Linked DNA regions of Mus musculus: regions 2, 3, 4 and 5 are each linked to region 1. The links are chromatin contacts, called in public HiChIP or PLAC-seq and promoter capture Hi-C maps. All regions are on one chromosome and are shown on one strand. The core of a region is the stretch at or near the end of the contact, and the rest is flanking DNA. Distances in the headings are between cores, read along the strand shown. Region 1 holds the start of 4921504E06Rik (RIKEN cDNA 4921504E06 gene). Region 2 holds the start of Dnajc1 (DnaJ heat shock protein family (Hsp40) member C1). Region 3 holds the start of Mllt10 (myeloid/lymphoid or mixed-lineage leukemia; translocated to, 10). Region 4 overlaps Etl4 (enhancer trap locus 4). Region 5 overlaps Etl4 (enhancer trap locus 4).

Region 1 (4,656 bases), core at 1,297-3,796:
TTGACTGGCTAGAATCTGACCACATCTTCAGCACCTCTAAGCTGCCTCCTGCTCCCCCATGACCACCTTCCTCCTCCTGTTCCTCTTTCTTTTGAGTGCTATCTGCCTGTGTGTGGCCTGTGCACTTGTCTGCAAGCCTGTGTGCTGTGAAAGCCAGAAGTTGATGATGACCATCTTCCTCTACTGTGAGCCACCTTATTTTTAGAATAGGACCACTTGCTGAGCTCAGGCTTCAAGCTGTATCAGCTACCTTGGCTGGTATCAAGTACCTGGCATCTGTCCCCTCCCTCTGTGCTGTGCTGGGGTCACAGATGCCCTTCACCGTGCCTTGCTTTGTACATGGCTAGGGATACAAACTCAGGCCCTCACAGCAAGCCTTTTACTCAGTCCTTATGGCCGTCCTCCTTGATAGATATTATAAAAAGTCTCCTAACCGGTTTCCCAATTTATGCCTTGTCCCTGTTATAGTCTATTATTAAAACAGCAGAACTATCCATAGACAGGCAAGTCAGAGAATATCAGGACACTGGGTCATCCCCCTCTGGCTTCCCATCTCCTTTGAAATGAAAGCTTGAGCCTTTATGTTGATCTAAGACCCAGAAATGTGGCCATCAGTCTCTCCTCTGACTCATATCCAGGAGCCCACCCTGCTTGCTCTGTTATAGCCACACTGGCCTCCTTGCTTTGCCTAAATCCAGAGTCCCTACTTTCACTACCTGTTCTCTCAGCAGGGAACATTTTGGCTCCAGATGCATGTGCCTGGTTCCTGCTGTTTCCTCTTAATGTCATCTCAGAGAAGCCTTTCCTGAGAGCCGTGGTGACTTGGGGGTGTGTACACATACACCAGTTTTCTGTGCTACCTTTGCTTCTGTTTCTTCTGTCACTTGTAAATGCTGTCTGACTCATTATGTGGTTACTGACTTAACTAGAATGTATCACTTCACCAAGGCTGACCTGAGTTTATGTGAACTACCTGGCCTAACCCAGCTAGATCAGATCCCTGGGTGTCAGCCAGTATCTAGCTTCTCCCATTCATATCAGAACTCCAACCTATTTCTCTAAGCCTTTGAGTGGAAAAAAAAATGTTATGGACATTAGTGGTTCCTTAGTTCAATCAACGTGTGCTAGTAGCAATTGGCAGAGATCAGTTTGCCCCATGAGTCTGGCTGGAATGTTCTGTTGGGTACTTATTCCACTGCAGAATGTCAAGGAATCCAGGAGAGAAAGGGGCTCTTAGGAACAGATTAGACACAGCATTCCACTGTTGTCTGCCAAGAGCTGCCTGTGATATGTGCTTTTGACAGTTTTATCAAAGGTCTGTGGGTACCCTGACTTGGTTTGGCCAGCAAACCTATTAATGACTAGTTGGGGTAGAGAAGTGGAGTTCAGCAGGACTGGGTACTGGTTCAGGCCCACCATTGGGCTGGTCTAGCTATAGTCAGTCCCTTCCCCTGCTCCCTGTCCTGTCCCTGCTCCCTCTTCTCTCTCTCTTCCCCAGTGTGGGGTTTGCCTGGAATCAATAGCCTGGCTCCCTGAGGTCTCTACTTAAGGAATGGCATCACGTGGCAGTTAATCTAAGGCTATGTGCTTACTGCTTTGAAAGAGTGTTTTAAGAAAAAAAAATTCCCCATAAATGTTGACTCTACATTATCCAAATAAAAAAAGGGCTGAAGCCAAATGAGAGAGAGAGAGAGAGAGAGAGAGAGAGAGAGAGAGAGAGAGAACCTAAGGACCATGAAATAATGATTCCATTGACTGCCTGGCAAAGGCATATGGCTTGTTGTCTTTATATATTTGGCGGTGCTCCAGTTCTAGGAAAATCCATGTCAACGTCCTATTTTCCAAAAATGATGGCCTCCGGAGGTGAGATCAAGAGAGATGAATAGGTAATGAAGTGGGAGCCTCATAAATGGGGCTGTTCCCTTAAAAAGAGCCCAGGTGGAGGATAGAGAGTGGAGAAGTCAGGAGATGGCTCCCCCGCTGATCCCACTAGGGGAGGATGCAGTAAGAACGGGTTGCTTACAAGAAAGGACCGTCAGACATCAAATCAGTGCCCAGTTCTTGGACTCCAAGCCTCCAGAATCTCAAAAGAAATCTGTGTTTAAATCGGGAGTCTATGGGATCTTCTTTAAGCAACCTCATACCATTTCTGTATGGCTCTTTTCTAGACTGTACCTCGGTGAAATATTTAACAGGCCCTGTGGTCTATGGAGTAGGCACAATTAGCTACTGTCCTGTTTCCCAGATGAGCTAATAAGAGGCATAGGACCCGGTGAGAAGTCAGACGAAATTAGAACCCAGACCTGAGTCTGAGCTTTTAGCCTGTGGTTTACTTAAGAAATCAAAGGCGACGAGGCTGTGGAGAACAGGTGACCAGCTCTGAAGCGCGTGCAAGTAGCGGGCAGGTCACCTGGAATGGAATTTGAATTGCTCAATAGCCCCCTCGAGGGTCTGGAGAATCTTCCTGCATCCACGTGTCTTCGTCCATTCTTCAGTCTCAGTCTCAGCCTCCGCCATGCTCCCAACTGCTCGCTTGGAGTTCAGAGAATCTGAGTCCCAAAGCCAGAGTCCGTTGCCATGGCGACTCCCAGAGAAACCGGAGACCGGGGTGGGGGTGGGGTTGGAGGGGTGAGGATCAGGGGCGGGGCGGAGAGCGGGCGGGGGTGGAGTGGGTGAGGTGTAGGGCGGGCTCCGGAAGTGCTCCTCTGTCTCGCCAGGCCACCTGCCCCACCAGACATAAGCCTTGCGACAAAGAGCCTTCTCGGACGCCCACAAGCCAACCCGTTCCTAAATGTCTCTAGGCAAAGCTGCACCCTGTAAATAACTCTGCTGCGGCCCACTACGCCTCCGGACCCTTTCTGCTTCCTTCTCCTCCAAGGCTCTGAGCTCAGCCTCCTTTCTGGTTGGACTCTGCATTTGGGAAACTGAAGTTTCCTACGTCAACGCTCCTCCCACGTGCCTGTCAGATCTGCAGCTTGCTTGGCTCTCTCTTTTGCTTGGCCTCCTACCAAGTGTCACTCACTCTCTGCGGAGATGGAAACTAGTGACCCCATCCAATAGCTATCTCACGATATAAAGAGGCCTGGGCTTGTCAGCAATACCACAGGAGAGCAGGTGGCCTGATAAAATACTGACACCTGTCACTTGAATACACACACACACACACACACACACACACACACACACACACACACACAGGAGTGTTGCTGAGTGAAGATTTTCTTTGCAGAGATTAAACAGGCCTACATCCTTATTTAACATAAAGGACAGAATGTAAGGCATGGCATTTTACACAATATCGTGTAGTGGAATTCAATTCACTATCTACCATTATTAAGAGAAGCTATTTTAAGCGGTAAAACTACCATTTATTCTTAACTGTGTGCCAATTATTGACAAGGGACCTAAGCTTGGGGTATCATCGCTTTTAGAACTAAGTATTTTTCATCTTCATTTCACTATATTGTCTGTAAGGATATATTTATATTTATGTATATATATATATATGAATGTGTGTGTATGATGCATATGATATATGTGTATGTGTAGAGTGTATGTGTATATATATATGTGTATATGTATACTGACTCTCTCTCTCTCTATATATATATATGTATATATATATATATTCCTAATTAGCTGGATATTAGGAGTAGGAAACAGGGAAAGAAATTCACTGTAGCGATCACTGTCTTTAAACATTTAAGGCTATTATGTGCCTGCATACAGTGCCCTGGGAGATGAGAAGAAGGAAATGGAGCTGGAGTTTCACATGGTTCTTATCTGACTTGTGGTGACTGGGAACCATATTCCCTAGCCTTCTGTAAGAGCAACAATTGAAGGCATTTGTTGATCAGGCTGCATAATTACACCATCCCCCAGAAACAAGAAGCACACATACATTTTTATTGGAGCCTTGCAACAGCCCATCCAGGAGATTCCAGTTTCAGCATCCAGGGCATTAAGGAAAGAGGACCACAAGTTTGAAACTAACAACGTGACATTTCTTTTCTTGTCAGCCACCTGTGTTTTATCTCTGAGTGTTCTAGCTCAAATCACTGTTCATGTCAGACCAACATCCCACCTACCCCAAGGAGTCCTGGCACTGTCAGAGTCTTTGTCAGATTGAAGCCAGTCTTCTTTCATCAGATGTAGAAATCATTGGTGGCTTTTAGTGGAGAAGGCTCATGGACTCAAAGATAGACATTAAAAATGTGTTAATTCACTTTTGAATATTGGTCTCATTTATTTATAATTATCAAGATTCTGTTTTTATTTTTTTATTACAATAAGCAAACACTGAACAACAAACCTTGCTCTTACATTTTTGGTTGTAAACCTAGCCTTTAACGGCTGAGCCATCTCTCCAGCCCAATAAATCTTTCTTAACAGGCATAAACTGCAATGTGGGAAGAGCTCAAAGCCCTTATAATACACAGACTCCAGCCAGCCTATTAAAAGAGTGTCTTCCTTTTTCCCAAACCACCCCTGAGCAATGTAACTGCAGCATCCAAAGTTTCCAGCTTTCTAAAAGTTGAACAGCTCAAAAGCTAGAACAACCCTTCTCTTTCTCAGTCCACAGGATGGATGGCACAACTTGTGCACATGAGTATATAAATACACCATGGCTTCCTATGAAAATGTCACCTGCCAATT
Region 2 (4,067 bases), core at 12-2,511, 1.2 Mb before region 1:
TGAAGTTATTATTAGTTATTAACATGTCTTCTTTTTTCTGTTCATTGTTTGAGGTAGTCTGAATAAATACCCTCACTCAATCACTTTCAAGTAGAAATAAAAGGGAACAAGAGATTTTACAAGTTAAAGACCCAAGTTAAAACCTGAAATGAAATCAATGGAGAGGCAAGGACGTATACACAAGACTATCCTGACCTCCTCTTTCAACAGCACTCCAAACACCTCAAACCCTGAAAGTGTCACAACTTCTCTAATGAGTTCTAGGACCAAGCGGGAGGAGGCTTCAAATTTTTCCAGATTTCTAACTGCTACACAAACACTAATAGCAGGCTTTAACGATTACAAAATACAGTGCAAGAAAACTGCTAACAGACGCTGGGCAAAATGTATTTCAGTCTTCCCAGAAAGGACGAGGGAGAGGGAGGCAGTTGGAGTAAACATATGTTTAAGTGGGAAGATGACAATTTGGGGTGATACATGGTTACTGTGTCACACTTGAGTGTTAAAAATCGGTCTGCCTACATCTCTCTTCCTTCTTCCTTCAGCACAGCTCGCGGGGTGGGGGAAGGATGGTCTCCAGAAAGCCAAAGAAAAGGTAGTTGCACCGTCCAGCCTAACACTCAGATCAGAAGTTCCGAAGTTGGGCCGACAGTGAGGAACTGGGAAGAGATGGCGGTCAAGTGGACCGGGCTGGGTGAGGAGGTCCGGCCCGCCGCGCTTACCTGCTGCACCCCGAGGAACTCGTAGAAGTTCAACTGCACCTCTTCCACCAAGTCGAACAACTCCAGGTCTCCGCTCTCCCAGGCGCGCACTGGCCGCACGGCTGCCAGCAGGAACAGCAGCAGCAGCCACAGCGGCCGCACCGAGGATGACTCCAACCCGGAGCGCCGGCGCTGGGGAAGTCGCGCGGATCCGAAGCCGGGAACCCACATCGCGCTGGGCTCAAAGAGGTCGGTCGGCAGGCAGCCACGCCGTGCGCCGGCAGAGAGCGGAGACGTGGCGGGTGGCGCGGGCGGTGCGGACGGCGCCTGTCAGTCAGGAGCGCGGGCAGCCGCCCGGAAGCGACCAACCAGGCTGCCGGCTCGAGGGAAGCACTAACTGCCGCGGAGCCGGCGGCTGGGGAGCGGAGACCGGCCGCAGCCCGCTCTCCCTCTCTAGACCCTCGCCCCGGCCTAGGAACAGCTGGAGAGCCAGCGCTGGCACCCAAGCGGCCGTGTGGGAGAGGTTTCCCCAGGCCTCAGCCTATCCCAGGCCTCGCTTCCGGTGACATCACGTCTCCTAGCAACTGTGGGGCGGGGGCGGGGCCGGAAGTAGGAACGCCAGGCGCTCTGGATTCTGGCCTCAGAGAACAGCTTTCCGTGGCTGGCTTGTAGAGCAGCTGCACGTGTGTCAGCGCTGGCTAAAAGAGGTGAATAATCAACAATCGCGGACCTCCTGGGCCAAGAACGCCTATCTGTAGGTTTTCTTCCCCATGCCTTCTACCTTGCCTTCCTAAGTATTGATATTAAAAGCATATTGGAGGGTCGATGTATTTTATTGCTTAGGGGCTTCTGTTCATGTGCATTTTGTTATTTGATCAGTAAAGGTAGGATGAATTGAACAATGCCTAAAACACACAGATCCACCCCATTGTGGTTTTGGAAGGTGGGGGCACAAAAAGGAATTTAACCAAGAAAAAAATTATACTTCTAAATATGAATTAAGATTTGCGGATATAGTCCATGCAAATAAGCAGCCTCTAATTTCCAGGAGATCTGAAGCCCCCTTCTGGCCTTTGTAGGATCCTGCACACACCTAATACACATAAATTCAAGAAAGCAAACACACATACATATAAATAAAATTTAAAATATTCTTTTAAGTCTGAAGTTTATTTCCTTAAAGTAAAACTAATCTTGGACCTAGTATTGACTTTTGATTAAGACCACTTCTTCCTCTTGCAGAGGACCTGAGTTCTGTTCCCGGTACCCATATTGGAGTGGTTCACAACTGCCTGTAATTCTAGCTGCAGTGATCCAGTACTCACCTCAAGCTTCCACAGGCACCTGTGCATGTGCACATACACATAGGCAGGCACATACATGTACATACAAGACCCATCATCTTTACCAAGTCCCTACATTAAAGCAAATGTTTGTTTATTCAATGAGTGAAACTGTCAGAAAATATGGCAACAACAAATTTTGTTTACCCAATGTCCATCCTTTCCATATTTGATCATATTATTGAATACTGTGTTATTTGAAAGTGGTGTGATCTTGCCACAACTGCAAACGTGTTAGTATGAGCTCTTAGCAGACAGTCCTGTATTTCTGTCTTGAACTCTGTGTTGTCCAAGAACTCTAAGGACTTACTCCATTTTCAGGGGACTTATCACTTTCTAAGGCCAGGCTGATACAGAAGTCGAGTTGCCTCTACTTTATTCTCTGAGACAATTTTCTTACTACAATTCAAATTTGTCATTTCCACATTAACTGTTGTGCTGCAGGAGGTAACACAATTGAATAAATCCTTTGTCAATGTCTGGGCTAAGGGCAGTTATCAGCTGTTTTCTTCCCTGGTGGCATTTACTGATCCTAGGTATGGAGTGATTCGCTTTGGTCTGCTCAGAGGGACTTTACACAGATAAAAAGAAAGCAACGAAATCTTTACTTTGAATTGTATGATGGACTAAGGTACAAAGAAGCCCCAAACATACAGTCAGCCGTCCCACAAGACGCCCGCTGAATATCGCTTGAGGTTGAGGAACTGTGCTCACTGGTCATAAGATTTGTGATAGCTATGCCCAGTTGTCAACTCCACTATAACTGGAGTAAACTACAATCCAGAAATGGAGGGCACAGCAGACACAAGCTTTTGATCTAGCGCTTCAGGCTGGAAGACACACATTTTTAATACAGATCTCGAGGCACCCTTTAATCTGCGCCATACTTTCTGCTGGAGGATTACATAAGAACAAAGGAAAAAGGAAAGGTTCACTCCTCTTTGCCTGCTTGCATTCACTTTGCCAGCACATCTGTTGGAATCTACTTCTTCAGGATTCCAGCTTATACAGAAGACCAGCTGAACTACTTAACATTGTGGGACTGAGCAACTACTGCAGATTATAAGTCACTCCAGTGTATTCTCTTTAGATAGATAGATAGATAGATAGATAGATAGATAGATAGATTCTCTTTAGATAGATAGATAGATAGATAGACAGACAGACAGATAGACAGATAGATAGACTTAGAGAGAGAGAGAATTTAGTCTATACGTTTTGTGATTCTAGAGAGCTCTGACTAATACACGGCTGTAAGTCTATATAAGGCTACCTAAAGGGAACGCCTACTTTAAATACATGGGCGTTATTCTTCACACTCAAGACCATGGCAGTTACTTCTGAAGTTACACAAAGAAGATCTCTAGGGCCAAGAGGATGAATGCTTTTCTGGTTCTTGCTCAAAATTTCAGACGAATCATGAAGAGAAAAAAAGAAAAACAGAAGTTGATTGAATCTTAATAACTCTGCATCCCAGTCACAATCCTACTCTTCTGTGATTATGTAGAAGATATCAGAAACTTACCCAACTTGTCTAATTTCTGTTTTAGTGGAAAATAAGCTATGGAATATAGTCTATGGAAATTTTGTGTAAAACTCTGGGATATGTGGTTGTTTTTAAGTGTAAGACATAACAAGAATAGGAAGTTTTGGCCAATGATAAAGAAGAAGAAAGATTAGAGAATCCCATAGATAAACCAGATGTTAAAGCTCAGATAAGATATTTGAAATGACTTATTACAAAATAAAGCAAAAGGTCATAAGATGGAGGAGGGGAAGGTGGGTAAAATATATAACAAGGTACAGAATTTTAACAGAATCAGTGGGAAAAATCTTGAAAAATACAATATATGAAATCAAGAACACAGTAAAAGAGTTAAACTGAAGACTAGACATAGTAGAACAGAAATTAGCGGATTTGGGGAAAGATCAAGACGATAAAAATACCCAAAGTGAAAGAAAAAGAATGGAGGAAGAACAGAATTTAAAAGGCAAGTTTGTAAAGAATAAACCTAGCATATGT
Region 3 (4,230 bases), core at 231-2,730, 1.5 Mb before region 1:
TTCTAAATGTATTAATATTAAAACAGAATCCTTAGTTTTGTGTCCCTTTGGACATATTGTCTTCCTATCACAAGCTTTGGTAAATCCCCCATTAGTTTGGATTTCACATAGCTTTTGAATATATCTGACCACAGATGCTTACATTGTGCTGTATCGATCACTATTCTTACAACTTTAGCAATTATTTTGAAATAGGAAAAGAACAGCCACATTACCCTTTTTGAACATTTTAAAACTTAATATATTTTCTGTGGAGTGCTTAGAACTTGGGGTGTTTTAGCATCATGTAAGTGTATTTTCCAGACCATATTATATTGTTAGTTTCTAATAAGCCCTTTGTACTTGTAATTAACCAAAAACCATGAAGTTGCCTTGGAACTGTTTGTCATTTAAATAGCCTATTCATAATTCCCATTTCATGCTAAAGTTTAATGAACGAACACTTTTTGCTTAAAATCAATATTGGGTGTACATGGAGAAAGGATTAGGGAAACATTTTTTTGGTAGCTTAAAAACTACTCAATATCTAGCTAATTAATCTGCTAACATTGGTCTAATCTAATCTATATTTTATTTGTGTATTGGGAGGAAGCTCTCATATTTCTCCAATTTAAATGACATCACATTTGAAAAGGTAAATTTGGAGAATCGAGCTAAGATTAGAGGAATCCTCAATCTAAACTGGGCACCACACTCTCAATGCTGTTAACCTTTGGTGACAGGCTAGAACGTGGGTTCCTTCCTCCTTTAGCTGCATTTTTCCAGATCAGACTATTACGTTGCTAACGCGACCAACCACTTGTATACCTACCAAGCTATAATGCAGTCTTGGGGCTCCCGCTCAGAATATAGCCCAAACACAGGCTTTTTGCCTGTCTGTGATGCACTTTCATTTGCCACGGGGGCCAAGAAGGTGCGTAAGTGGGCGGTAGATCTGGTAACACTTCCACTGGGTGAACTTTGGGAAGAATCCAGGACGTGAATTTAATGGGTGGCGAAGCTGCGACAGTACTGTGAAGTTAGCGCGGCCAACTGCAGGAAGCCATGCTTCATTACACCCTTCATGGAAGCTGGCACCCTCTCCCAACCATTGTTACCCGCGGGCCAGTTCTCGAGGCACAGGCCTTCAGGTAGGTTCCCGGCGCCACGAGACGCCCCCGGGGGCGCCTCTCAGCGACCCCGGCCCCCACCGCACCCCGCCCCGCCGCGGCCTCTTCCTCATGCGCGCCCGGGGCCCGCGAGGCGACGGCCGCCCAACGTCCCGGCCCTCGTGCGCCCCAGAGCCCTCCGGTAGACTCACTCCGGCCGCGCTGAGCAGCCGACTCCGCTCGTCCCCCACCTCCGCACACCTCGGCGCCGCCGAGCGGTGCGGGGGAGGGGAAAGCCTGGAGGTAGGCAGGGGCCAGGGGACGCGGCGGCGCGCACGCAGGCCTCGCCTCTCTGGGCCGCCTCCCTCACGCCGGCCGCAGGGCGGGCCGACGCGTACGCCGGGTGACGCTCGGAGGAGGAAGCGCAGCCCCTTCCCCTCCCTCGCCGCCCCGGGCCCAGCGGGAGCCCCCCAGTGCGCCTGTGCGGAGGCCTGCTTGATTATGTGTGCCCTCCTCGGGCGGCGGCGTTAGCGGCCGGGTGGAGGTGGGGAGGGAGGACGCCGCGGAGGAGGAGGAGGAGGAGGAGACGGTGGCGGGGAGGTGGGGGGAGTCAGCAAGGACATGGCTCCTGACTCCTGTGCGGAACGTGAGTGACTGAGCGGCAAAGCCCGAGTGAGCGAGCGGCCGAGCGGGCGGGAGGGAGGGCGGGCGGGCTGGCGGAGACCGGGCCGGGGTCGGTCGGTCGATCGGGCTGGCGGGAGGGCGGGCGCGAAGGGCTGCGTGTGGGGAGCTCTCGGTGGCTTGCTTGTGTTTGTTAATGGTCCCCCCCAACTCCCTCTTAGATGGTCTCTAGCGACCGGCCCGTGTCACTGGAGGACGAGGTCTCCCATAGTATGAAGGAAATGATTGGAGGCTGTTGCGTTTGCTCAGACGAGAGAGGCTGGGCCGAGAACCCGCTGGTTTATTGCGACGGGCACGGCTGCAGCGTCGCGGTGCATCAAGGTAAACACCCAACCGCCCGCCGGGCCGAACCGGCCCGCTCCCAACCGTCACGGCTCCCCTCCCCCGCCCGGCGGCAACTGCCACCGCCGCCCCTCCCCCGGCCCGCCCGCCGCCGCCGCCGCTCCGCCCCCGCCGCCGCCTCGCCCCGCCCCCCGCCCCGCCCGGCGCGCAGCCCGCGGGAGCCCGGCGTGGTCGCCGCGGGCTCGGGCTGTGCCCCGGCCTGTGGGAGAAAGTGCGTGTGGCCCGGGCTATCACGTGACTCCGCGCTCACTCAAGTGTCATTAGGTGGCCGCCGGCGTCGGGCCGCGTCCTGCGCAGGGTAGGGTGGGAGCGCGAGACCCGCGCTGGAGTCACGGTGACGGCGCGTGGTGGCTTTGGGAACCGGAGGCCTCCTCCCCCTCCCCTGCCTGCTCCCGGTCTGCCGCAGCGTTGTCAGGAGACTTCCTGTGGCCTGGGACAACCTGCCTCTGAGTAGAGGGAGAGAGAGAGAAGGTGGGCCCTGCCCGCTGCACCCAGAGCTCTCTGGCATGGACCCTGCTGTTGGGGGCCACTGGGTGCTTCTGCGAAGACACTGGAAGGTGTCCCTGAGGGAGTGTCTGGGCTGAGCCGACCTGGTCATGGACCCCAAGAAGTAGTGCTGGTGGTGCCCCAAGAGCCTTTGGAGGTTGAGTCTATTTTTAGATGTTCTCATGGGGTGAATGTTTTGGGTACCCCCTTAATCGCCCCTTCCCTCCCACTCCCCCACGGGGAACTCTTTAGCATGTTTTTCTGCTTATTGAAGACTGTCCCTTTCAAGTCGTTAGGGGATTGGGGGTTCAGGACGAAAGACTAGATAATGTTTTTTTGGGTGACTCACTGTGTAGTCTTAAACAGATCCACCCTTCCTATTCCTGAAGTTAAAACTGAGTGTTGGAAGGTTTTAATTTTTACTTTTTATTTTTTAAATGAGACAGGGTTTTCTCTGTAGCCTTCACTGTCCTGGAACTTGGCTCTATAGCCCATAAATGGCCTCAAAATTAAAGATCCTCCTGCCTCTGCCTCTGGAGTGTGTCCTACCTGGGAAGTTTTTGTTTTTTACATAGGAGCTTGCTGTGTAGCCCAGGCAGGGTGCAGACAAGCAACAATTCTGCCCCTCAAGTATGGGAAATGAAGGTGTGAGCCTAAAGGTTTTGCTTTTTTTGGGGGGGGGTAATGTAATGGGAGGGTCTTCCCAAAGGGGAGAGAGGTAAATGAAAACATTTTTGCTTTAATTTTAGTTTTCATTTTCTTGAGTCAGGGTATCATCAGCTCTTGCTGATCTCTCAATTATGTGTATCAGGCTGGACCTAGATTCAGAGATCTGACTGCTTCTACCTCCAGGGTGATAGGATAAGAGGCATGTACTCTCTATCATGTCTGGAATTTTTGAGAGAGTTTCACTTAGCCCTGGCTGACCTTGAACTCCCAGTACTAGAACTTGAGGCATGCACAGTATTCCTGGGTTATACTGTGCTGAGGATGATAAGCAAGCACTCTGCCATCTAACTGAGTCAAATCCTGTCCTCCAAAATTCATGCTTTAAAGAATTCAGTGGTCCAGTTGGGTGGGGGACATTTAGATAAGTGATGATAATATTGAGACTGTAACTTAATGGGAACATTTGGCTATTCCTGGTATCTTTCAAAGGAGAAAGTTACATATTATTCTTGATACTGATTCCTAGTCTTGGCTAAATGCAAAAAGGAGGGAAAAATGTATGTCAATACATTTACATAGTTTCTTTTAGTTTGAATTGTGTGTGTGTGTTATAGTTTTTAGTTGGGATACCAAATAATGGTTATTATGACATTCTCATACATATATCCAGTTATACTTTGTTTAAATATATTTTCCCAGTACCTTTTCCCTTCTGCTTTTCTGTCTCGGGACAAGGCCTACCTAGCTCATGAATTGGATGGTAATTCATTTTTGTTATGTAATGTTTTCTTGTCACTACAGAAAATGTACATCTAAATACTAACTTTTGCCTTGTAGAGGTGCTTCCAAATAAAAGTGTGTTTGGACTCTGTGATGTTTCTTTTCCTTTTCTTCTTCTCCTTTTCCTTTTGGATACAGGGTCTCATCTAGCCCAAAGTGAAAGTTGGGCATATTGATGAGGCAG
Region 4 (4,047 bases), core at 987-3,486, 1.1 Mb after region 1:
CCTGAAACTCTCTACAGTGAAATTGAGCATGTGGTAGTTATGATGGTGGTGGTTGGGAGGAGTGCATAAGAGGGTGGCTTTGGATGTGGGTGGGTGTGCAGTGTATGCTTGTAAGCAATAGCAAAAACTTTCTGAGATATTTGGAGAGGGTGTGGGCACCAACACAGAGGTAAGAAAGAGTTCCTAAGATACTGTCTGTGCCTTACACTGCAGTTGGACCTTTGCTACTAGGGGAAAAATAACCTGATTGGTTCCACAACAATTCAACTCATCTTTAGGGATTCCTCCCAAAGGCATGTGTGTGGGGTCCTAAGGGCTTTCACTGGGAGGCTTCCAAGGTGAGTCCTCTGCATAGATTGTATTCTATTCAGAATTTCAAAGCCTGCAATATGGTCCCTCTCCTTTCATCCCTGGAGTCAGACCAGTCCTCACAGACACCTTTAATCCCAAAGCTTTTCAAGTGCATTCTTGCCTCTGAATTCCAGGAGCAACTGAAGCTGAGAATTCCAACAGAGGCCAGTGAGGACTATGGAGCCACAGGGCTTGTTCAAGCCCTTGCATGTTTGTTATGCATACACTGCTTGTTTCAGATCCAGAATGAGGGATGCAGCAATTGACTACAGGCAGAAGCTAGTAAAGGGAGCTCTCACCAAAAGAGAAAGCACATTCACAAACATCAGTCCTGTGACTGGCTGGAAATCTCCAGTAGCTCCCTTCCTAACATGCTGTGTTTTAGAAAATTCTTCTTATATGATAAGGAAATACCTACTCATACTTCATGAGGCAAAAATGGTTTTTCTTTCTTTCTTTTATTAAATCTAAAAGAAACATTGTTGTTTCCCATTTTCCTGTAACTGAGAGGGTTGGACATCAAAAGACGAAACCAATACAAAATACGCTCTGTGGAGTTCATGTTTATAGCCTGGTATTCTTCACAGGCATATGTACCTGCTGCAGCATGCAGGTAATGCAACAGCATGCAGGTAAGGCAACACATTTGAAGATGACAGTGCCATGTTATATATGTCAAAACATTGCGCACCTCTGTTTCAAGGACAAGGATATACCTCTTTGTACCAGAGCTGACCTTGTCATCTGTCTGCTGCATCTGTAGAAAGGACTTGCATGGCAGGGGCAGAAGGCCCCACCCTTGCTCATGACCATAGTCGGGTTGTTGCACAGATGACTGTGATGGCTCTGGACAGGCTGTCTATGGGCATCGAGCAGTTGGCACGTCGGTCCCCTCATCCTTCTGATCCGACAATGAAATAGTGCACATGGGGAGGGGAGACTGAAAGAGAAGATGCAGTTGTACTTCGTTCCACTGCTGAATCATCGAGTTTCACTCCAGACCAAACATGGATGTTTTCACAGGTGAAAAATGTGAATAATGTCTGGGCACTCCCAGCAGAAGAGGGAGGAAAGCATTGATATACGAGCCTTGAAGAAACAGGGTATGGGCACAGTTTATCAGGGAAAAGTCATCAAAATAAATCCTAGAGAAAAACTAGTAACCTTGCTCCAAACAAGGGAGCGGAAATACTGACCTTTCAGAGCTCAAGGAGAGGTACTTGAAGAGTTGCTTAAACTCCCATTTTCTATATATGGGGCTGAAAGTACTGCATTGCTGGAAACCAGTCCTGTGTCCTGACTCTCAACATGAAACACCCAGGAAAACACCAAGCACTCCATCTTGAGTGGGTTTGTGCCTTCTTCTTGATTGGTAGCAGGGCTCTTTAGTCTTTGCCCATCTTTTAAAAAAAAAAAAAAAAAAGCTGGTTTATTTGCCTTCGCCACCATTTCTCTGAGTCTCTAGAGTTGAGACCATAGTGTCACAAGATTGGTCTATCCCATACTTCTTTTATATTTATATTGCAGTTCACGTGTCCATTGCCATGCCCAGTGTGCTCCCTCCCCCAGTCATCATCATGAGAATGGTGCTGAGGAACCCAAGGGGTCCAGGCTCTGATTTTTTTTTTTTTCTAAGAGTCACCGAGGTTGTGGGAAAAAGCAAGAAGCCATGCAAAGCTCTAGGCTGGCTGCTCTCAAAGGTCCTCTGGCTTTGGGTTCCGGAACTCAGCTGAGAATGGCAGATGCCTGGCCTGGAGGACAAGAATCCGGGCGGATGCATCCACCCGCGGTGGGTGTCTGTAAAGACAAAAGCCCAGGAGAAGTCTGGTGTTCATTACCAAGCTCTTTGTCTTCCTTTCCATCTCCAGTTACAAACTCAAAGACTTCTGATGTAAAGAAAAGGGTGGGACCTCCCCTGGGTCTTAGAAAGGGCTCTGTAAACTGAGCCTTGCTCAGACCCTTCCTAGTAACTAAATTTTCTTCTAAGATGTAGTGTTGCTGGACTGAGGGTGGGAGAGGAGAGCTAGAGCCTGTGCTTGACTCATTGCATGATAATACTTCGTTTGTTCCTAGCTCTACATGGCTCTCTTCAGTTCAAATGAGAATTTAGACTAGGGTGATTTGAAAGTTTCTCAAGTACAAGGTATCATGATTCAGCTGATTCAGGGAAGGAGATAATTAACAAGGCCCAGGAATGAGTCCTTCTGAATACATTTGTGTTGTGTTGCTGAGTGCTCTGTGGCAAACTGGGCATTCATTTGGACGACTGGAAAAGTTTATTAAGGCAATGTTGATTGTTCTTTTCAAAAACAGATTGTGATCTGAATACTTTGGCCAACCAGACTTCCCACTGTTCCTGGCAATTAGCATATCTTAGAAAGCTTAGTTTCTCGGGTTTGTTTTGCTGGACCTCAGCATTTTGGTTTAGAGTTTAAAAGGCCTGAAAATGAGAAAGAAAAAGCAGTCTTTGATGATTAATCTTTGATTTCCTTTCCTCTTTGGCTGTAGTATTTAAATGCAACAACATCGCGTGTGTGCACACACGCACACACACATGTACATGCACACACACACTCACACACACGTGCACACACACTAAGCACAAACCTGAAACCCTAGTAAAACATCTAGCTTGTGGTAGACGTTGGAGGATGTGATGAGAGGCAGGCACAGCATTCTCTAGAGGTAGTGCTGGAAAGAACTTCTAAGCATGTATATATGCTTATGTACATATGTATATACAGAGCAGGTACTGTATAGGCAATAGCATGTAAGATGTCTTAGCTATTCTTTTCTGCTGGGTAATAGTACCCTTTCTTCTTTGCATGATGTATTGCGTGATGTGTTTGAATAATATGTTGACTCCCCTTGCTGAAGAAGGAATTTTCAATAGGAACACATCAGCCAACTCTCATCCAGTAAAGGTTATATGTTGACCAATTCTTGGTAGAAAGTGACCCAGAGCCAGCATCTCTAAGTTCTGGTTAAGTAACTTAGCAGTGAGAAGCATATTCATAGCCTACATACTGGGCTTGGGGTCTGTCATCTGCTAGTTCATTGTACAAGGCTTAGGCACTGCTTCTGCAGCAGTAAGCACTCTTATGAAGCTACAGGGATGGCTAAGTGACATCACCACATACGAGTCATCGGGTCCAGGGCAATAGGAACCTGAGATGGTAGTCCCTTTCCCTCCACCTTCTCCTGTCATCAGGAAGAGATGATATCTGGACATGTAGTCAGAGAGCTGTAGATAAAGATTTGGGAGAGAGAGCCATAATTATCCCCTCACACCATCACCGCTCAGTGATACAAAGTCCTCCTTAAGGAAGAACACACTTTAGGAAAAGTAACTGGACTGGCTGGCATGACTACACACACCACCATGTTCTCATTTGTGTTTGCAGGATTGAGGCACTTGGTGAACTGGGAACTCTCTAAAAATCTGTAATTGAAATGCAGGGAGATCAGTGTCCTGGGACACCATGAAACAGCAAGGGAAATGCTTGAGTGGCCCAGAGAGTGTTCCCATCATTGCCTAGGGTTAAGGCTAGCCCTCAGTTCCACAGCCCTCAGAGGCAGCAGACCTGGACCATGAAAGGCCCAGAAAAGTCTTCATCTTAATCCAGAATCCTGCCAGTAGTCTGCCTCCCTTTTAGGGAACATTAAGTCCACCCCTCAACACACCGTGTGTTTACA
Region 5 (4,032 bases), core at 829-3,328, 1.2 Mb after region 1:
TAGGCACAGAAGTTCAGCTGTCAGTTGCCTGATAAAACTTAGCCGTTCTCTGAGGAAGCAATCCTGTATACAGTCCTGTATACAGTCCTTGCTCTCTTCTCTTTCTTACTGAAATAAAGATTCAGCTGTGGGTTTTCTCTGTGCCCACTTCTGAAGACTGCAGGGCATTCAGGCTTCATGATAGCAGACAGATGAAGCCAATGGAGGCTGATTTCTTTTGTTCAACAGCTGCAGAACCAGGAGATTCTGAGGGCGATGATGAAGAAGGCTGAGCTGGAAATCAGTAACAAAGTGAAGGAGACCATGAAGAGACTAGAGGATCCGGTACAGCGTCAGCGCACCCTGGTGGAGCAAGAGAGACAGAAGTACCTCCACGAAGAAGAGCGGATTGTCAAAAAGTTATGGTGAGTCACCCTGAAGAGAAAAACTGTCTTTGTTCACAGGGTGACCTTCTTAGCTGGTATTTCTCTCCCTCTCTTTAATGAGCACCTATTGTGTAAGCTAGAGATCTGCTGAGCCTGGTATCTTTGTCCCAACTGTCCCTCCTTTAAGGTCTGGGAAACTCAGCAGGCCCCATGACAGTATATCTCTGGGCCAGGAAAATGTGGGGCATCCTTAGAAAACCACAGGGTTGGGGATTGGCAGGAGAATTGGGTCCATGGTCCTAATCACATCTCACAGTTGAACGGTATCATTCTCCTTGGCTTGGTGTCTTCTATGGGTCATACTCCTGCTTTGGAGACCTGCTTGGTACCTGTCTAGGCTGTGCTTGCAAAGACTGTAAGATCATGGGAGCCCACAATAGACCCTGAAAACCAACTCTAGAAAGTTGTCTTCTGCCTTCTGCATGCACAGTCACACAACACTAATTTAAAAGTTATGGAATACATATATATCTCCTTAATATTATCATATCTGTTTCTTATACCTTAAACAGACATAGACTAGGGTAACTGGGTGGATCCGTATGACAGGAGAGCGAGCTTAGGTAAGATATTCTAGAACCTGGCTCAGGGCTACTGAGAAGTAACGCCTGCTCTTTGCTGGCCCTTCTCTGTCCCTTTCCCTTCCTTCTAAATTCCAGAAAAGAAATACTCTGGTAGAACTGTTAGGCTTGGGTCCTCTGAACATGAGGACAGAGGAGTGAAAGTGGGGATTAAAGAACAGAAAAAAAAAATGAGTCAATATCTTTCATGGTTTTCTACTTGGAAATAACAGCTTCTAATAAGAGTCAGACTAAGTTCAGTTTAACAAACAATGGGCTTCTTTTCAACAAAGGCAGAATAAAAAGCAGCTTAAGGCCATGCTGAAATCTGGAGGCCCCATGAATGTCTGACGTCTTCTTGAGCAAAGCCTACCTATTTCAAAAGCCCATTGATGACTTTCAAAAGGCCGTCTGCACTCATTTTCAGCAGCACTGTCTCTTTTTCAATCTCTGAATTAATAAAAGTGGCCTTCAGAGCTCGAAATAGGAATCACAAGCACATGAATTGGCAGAATAATGGTGTCAGAGGTTCCCTGCTGCCCGTCAAAGGGGAGCAGAGTTTGGGGAACTTTGGGTTGCAGGGATATGATGCGCAGGAGGCAGACTGGGTAAGAGAAACTAAAATAGGAGTTTATCTGGATGGAGTGGCTTTGGGTCATGGAACATCTCCTTGGAGGAGTATTTGCATATTGACCAGTTTGTGGGTGGTTGAAGGAACTGGGGGCCCTGGAGTCTTAGCTTGGAAGGGCTTCATCAAAGCCTGAAAGAATGCAGGAGACTGCTTGGTCTACCAGGGAACCTCCCTCACCAATGGACCATTTAGAGGTCTGACAAGGATTGGCCCAGCTCCACCCCAAGGAGCAGCAGCTGCATGTGCCCTGTAGGTATGCTCACCTAACACCAGGTGTGTTTAACAGATGCAGACCCTAACGGGGCATCCTTTCATCAGAGATTTCTGTATCAGAATGGCTGGCATCACCAAATACTTCATCCCCCTGCTCAGAAGAGGTCAGATGTGTCACGTGTGACTTCATCCTTGTTGAATGTATGTCCTGCCCTGCTGGACTCCCTCCTGTGGCTGCATTAGCTCCTTTCTACTCACTCACCTAGAGGAAAGGGCCCATGTCTTGTGAGGCCATCCTCTCCTCCACTAAGGCGCCAGGAAGTACAGCCGCCATTCACTTACTGCCACCTAGTGGTCTTGCATTTCTTAGCACCCTCGTCCTTTAAGAGCTTTCTCTTGAATTTGCAGGCAACTTGAAAGGATACAAACACATCTGGGCAAATTGTTTTTGTTGTTTCAAGTGGAAGAATATAACTTGGCTGTGTTGGAGTTGATATCTGTTCTCTCTCTCCATCCCAACCCCTCCATCCGTCCCTCCCTCCCTCCAGAAATCAGATCTCTAAGTTCTTAGTTGTGAGAGAAGAGAGACAGTCATTAATGATGGGACAGTCAGGTACACTAGAGAGAGGCTATCCATTAGGGGATTTTGAGGGCAGTTTTGCTCTCTCTTTCCCAGGGATATTTGACCATGTCAAGGGACATTCACATGTGTCACAAATTATTGGAATTTGTGATTGCTTGCTACTGCTACTCAGCAGGAAGGGGCCAAGGATGCACATCCTTCATTGTGTAAGACAGCCCTGCACTAAAAATGAAGCTATATGGTTCAAAATGTCAGGTACTAAAATTGAGAAACCTGGTTGTCTAAAGTGAGCTAACACACTTCACTGTAGTACTGGTTCATACCCCCCTCTTAGGCTACCCCCAGCCCCCATCTTCTGCCTCCATCCTAATCTATCAGGACTCTCTCCCCTCTGTCTTTCTCTCCCTCCATTCCTGGTCACCAAGTGTGCACATTGTTCTCTTGGCTGGCATGAATACAACTGAAAGTTAAGAATGTATCAAGTGCCCACTCCACCCCCACCCGGGACCAATCTGAACCACAAATGACAGACACGGGAGAGCTCTCCCGTTGCTACCTTACATAGCCATGCAATATTGCAAAGCAAACTACTATCGACTGTGCTCCCACCTCCTCCTTGGAAGCTTAAGATAGGGCTGGGACACAGCAGAAAATGGGAGAGCCCCTGCTCCTGCACGTGTCCTTTCTGAGACCCTCCATGCTCAGTTCCATCTGCTCTCTGCCTCCCCACAGTGAGCTGGAGGACTTTGTTGAGGACTTGAAGAAGGACTCTTCCTCCACTGGCAGAGTGGTGACCCTGAAAGATGTGGAAGATGGGGCTTTCCTCCTGCGACAAGTGGGAGAAGCTGTGGCCACTCTCAAAGGTGAGCCTTCCACTGGAAGTGTGTTGCTTGGAATGTTTATGAAGCTTTCAGCTGGGCGGTGGTGGCGCACACCTTTAATCCCACCAATTGGGAGGCAGAGGCAGGCGGATTTCTGAGTTTAAGGCCAGCCTAGTCTACAGAGTGAGTTCCAGGACAGCCAGGGCTACACAGAGAAAAACCTGTCTCGAAAAACCAAAAAAAAAAAAAAAAAAAAAAAAAAAAATCAAAAACCAAAAAAACCGAAGAAGCTTTCAAATCTGGACCTACCATCCCATCCTACTTGGGAGGCTGAGGCAGGAGGATCCCTTAAAGTCAGTTGAGACCAGATTAGGGAAACAGTAATACTTTGTTTCAAATAGACATGTAAATAAATAAACAATCCTTCAAACAGTAAAAGATTCATTCAAGACTTCTTAGAGGACCTTTATAAAGGATGCTGAAGATGGAAACTAAACCATACAACTAAAACTTTCCCTTTTACTGAACTTACAGACATACCAAACTCGTTGAAAACAAACCCTAACTTTTTAGCCTTATCCATAATACACAGGGAATGGACCCAGAGGGGCTGTGACCTTATCCAAGGTCACTCAGTTTGACCATAAGATTTCACCCCGTTGCTTCCCGACTTGGTATTTCTCTGTGCTACCCTAGGTCACAGGAGTGGGGTGGGCATTGTCACTCTGCCTTCCTATTCTAAAAATCACTGCTGGTTTGGCCTGTAGGAGAATTTCCAACTTTGCAAAATAAGATGCGT

The links. Promoter capture Hi-C pulls out the DNA fragments that hold promoters and counts their contacts. HiChIP or PLAC-seq counts read pairs in DNA pulled down with a chosen protein or histone mark.
Region 2: a contact with region 1 is called in a promoter capture Hi-C map of pre-B cells. The contact joins the promoter of Dnajc1 here to the promoter of 4921504E06Rik in region 1. A contact is called at or near these places in 3 of 39 promoter capture datasets (hippocampal neurons, liver and pre-B cells).
Region 3: a promoter capture Hi-C map of pre-B cells shows a contact between it and region 1, with 4 times the contacts expected there. The contact joins the promoter of Mllt10 here to the promoter of 4921504E06Rik in region 1. A contact is called at or near these places in 2 of 39 promoter capture datasets (hippocampal neurons and pre-B cells) and 1 of 9 other capture datasets (macrophages).
Region 4: an H3K27ac HiChIP or PLAC-seq map of embryonic stem cells shows a contact between it and region 1, with 5 times the contacts expected there. The contact joins the enhancer-like site here to the promoter of 4921504E06Rik in region 1. A contact is called at or near these places in 2 of 39 promoter capture datasets (the 3T3-L1 cell line and hippocampal neurons) and 3 of 115 datasets of contacts at active chromatin or transcription factors (astrocytes, cardiomyocytes and embryonic stem cells).
Region 5: a promoter capture Hi-C map of stem cell-derived epiblast-like cells shows a contact between it and region 1, with 4 times the contacts expected there. The contact joins the enhancer-like site here to the promoter of 4921504E06Rik in region 1. A contact is called at or near these places in 5 of 39 promoter capture datasets (the HPC-7 cell line, cranial neural crest, embryonic stem cells and 2 more) and 1 of 115 datasets of contacts at active chromatin or transcription factors (astrocytes).

The regions. Positions count from the first base shown.
Region 1 is chr2:19,551,364-19,556,019 of GRCm38.p6, forward strand. 4921504E06Rik (RIKEN cDNA 4921504E06 gene) reads right to left here and starts at 2,547. Exons shown (of 17, transcript NM_027600.4): 1 at 2,411-2,547. The coding sequence starts at 2,517.
Region 2 is chr2:18,391,569-18,395,635 of GRCm38.p6, forward strand. It overlaps Dnajc1 (DnaJ heat shock protein family (Hsp40) member C1), which reads right to left and starts at 1,262. Exons shown (of 12, transcript NM_007869.3): 1 at 723-1,262. The coding sequence starts at 932.
Region 3 is chr2:18,063,105-18,067,334 of GRCm38.p6, forward strand. Mllt10 (myeloid/lymphoid or mixed-lineage leukemia; translocated to, 10) reads left to right here and starts at 1,481. Exons shown (of 23, transcript NM_001252560.1): 1 at 1,481-1,760; 2 at 1,931-2,090. The coding sequence starts at 1,931.
Region 4 is chr2:20,652,850-20,656,896 of GRCm38.p6, forward strand. The region is part of intron 3 of Etl4 (enhancer trap locus 4); the gene reads left to right. Among named protein-coding and RNA genes, the nearest start is that of Arhgap21, 310 kb to the right of the region's middle. RefSeq lists a cis regulatory region at 1-4,047. Within about 2 kb of position 2,237, at least 23 of the 459 cell types and tissues checked have an H3K27ac peak or open chromatin away from gene starts, as enhancers often do. A contact at or near this core is called in astrocytes and embryonic stem cells, where this site is marked.
Region 5 is chr2:20,777,798-20,781,829 of GRCm38.p6, forward strand. Etl4 (enhancer trap locus 4) reads left to right here. Exons shown (of 22, transcript NM_001081006.1): 11 at 229-404; 12 at 3,145-3,275; 13 at 4,001-4,032. Among named protein-coding and RNA genes, the nearest start is that of Arhgap21, 190 kb to the right of the region's middle. Within about 2 kb of position 2,079, at least 18 of the 459 cell types and tissues checked have an H3K27ac peak or open chromatin away from gene starts, as enhancers often do. A contact at or near this core is called in embryonic stem cells and stem cell-derived epiblast-like cells, where this site is marked.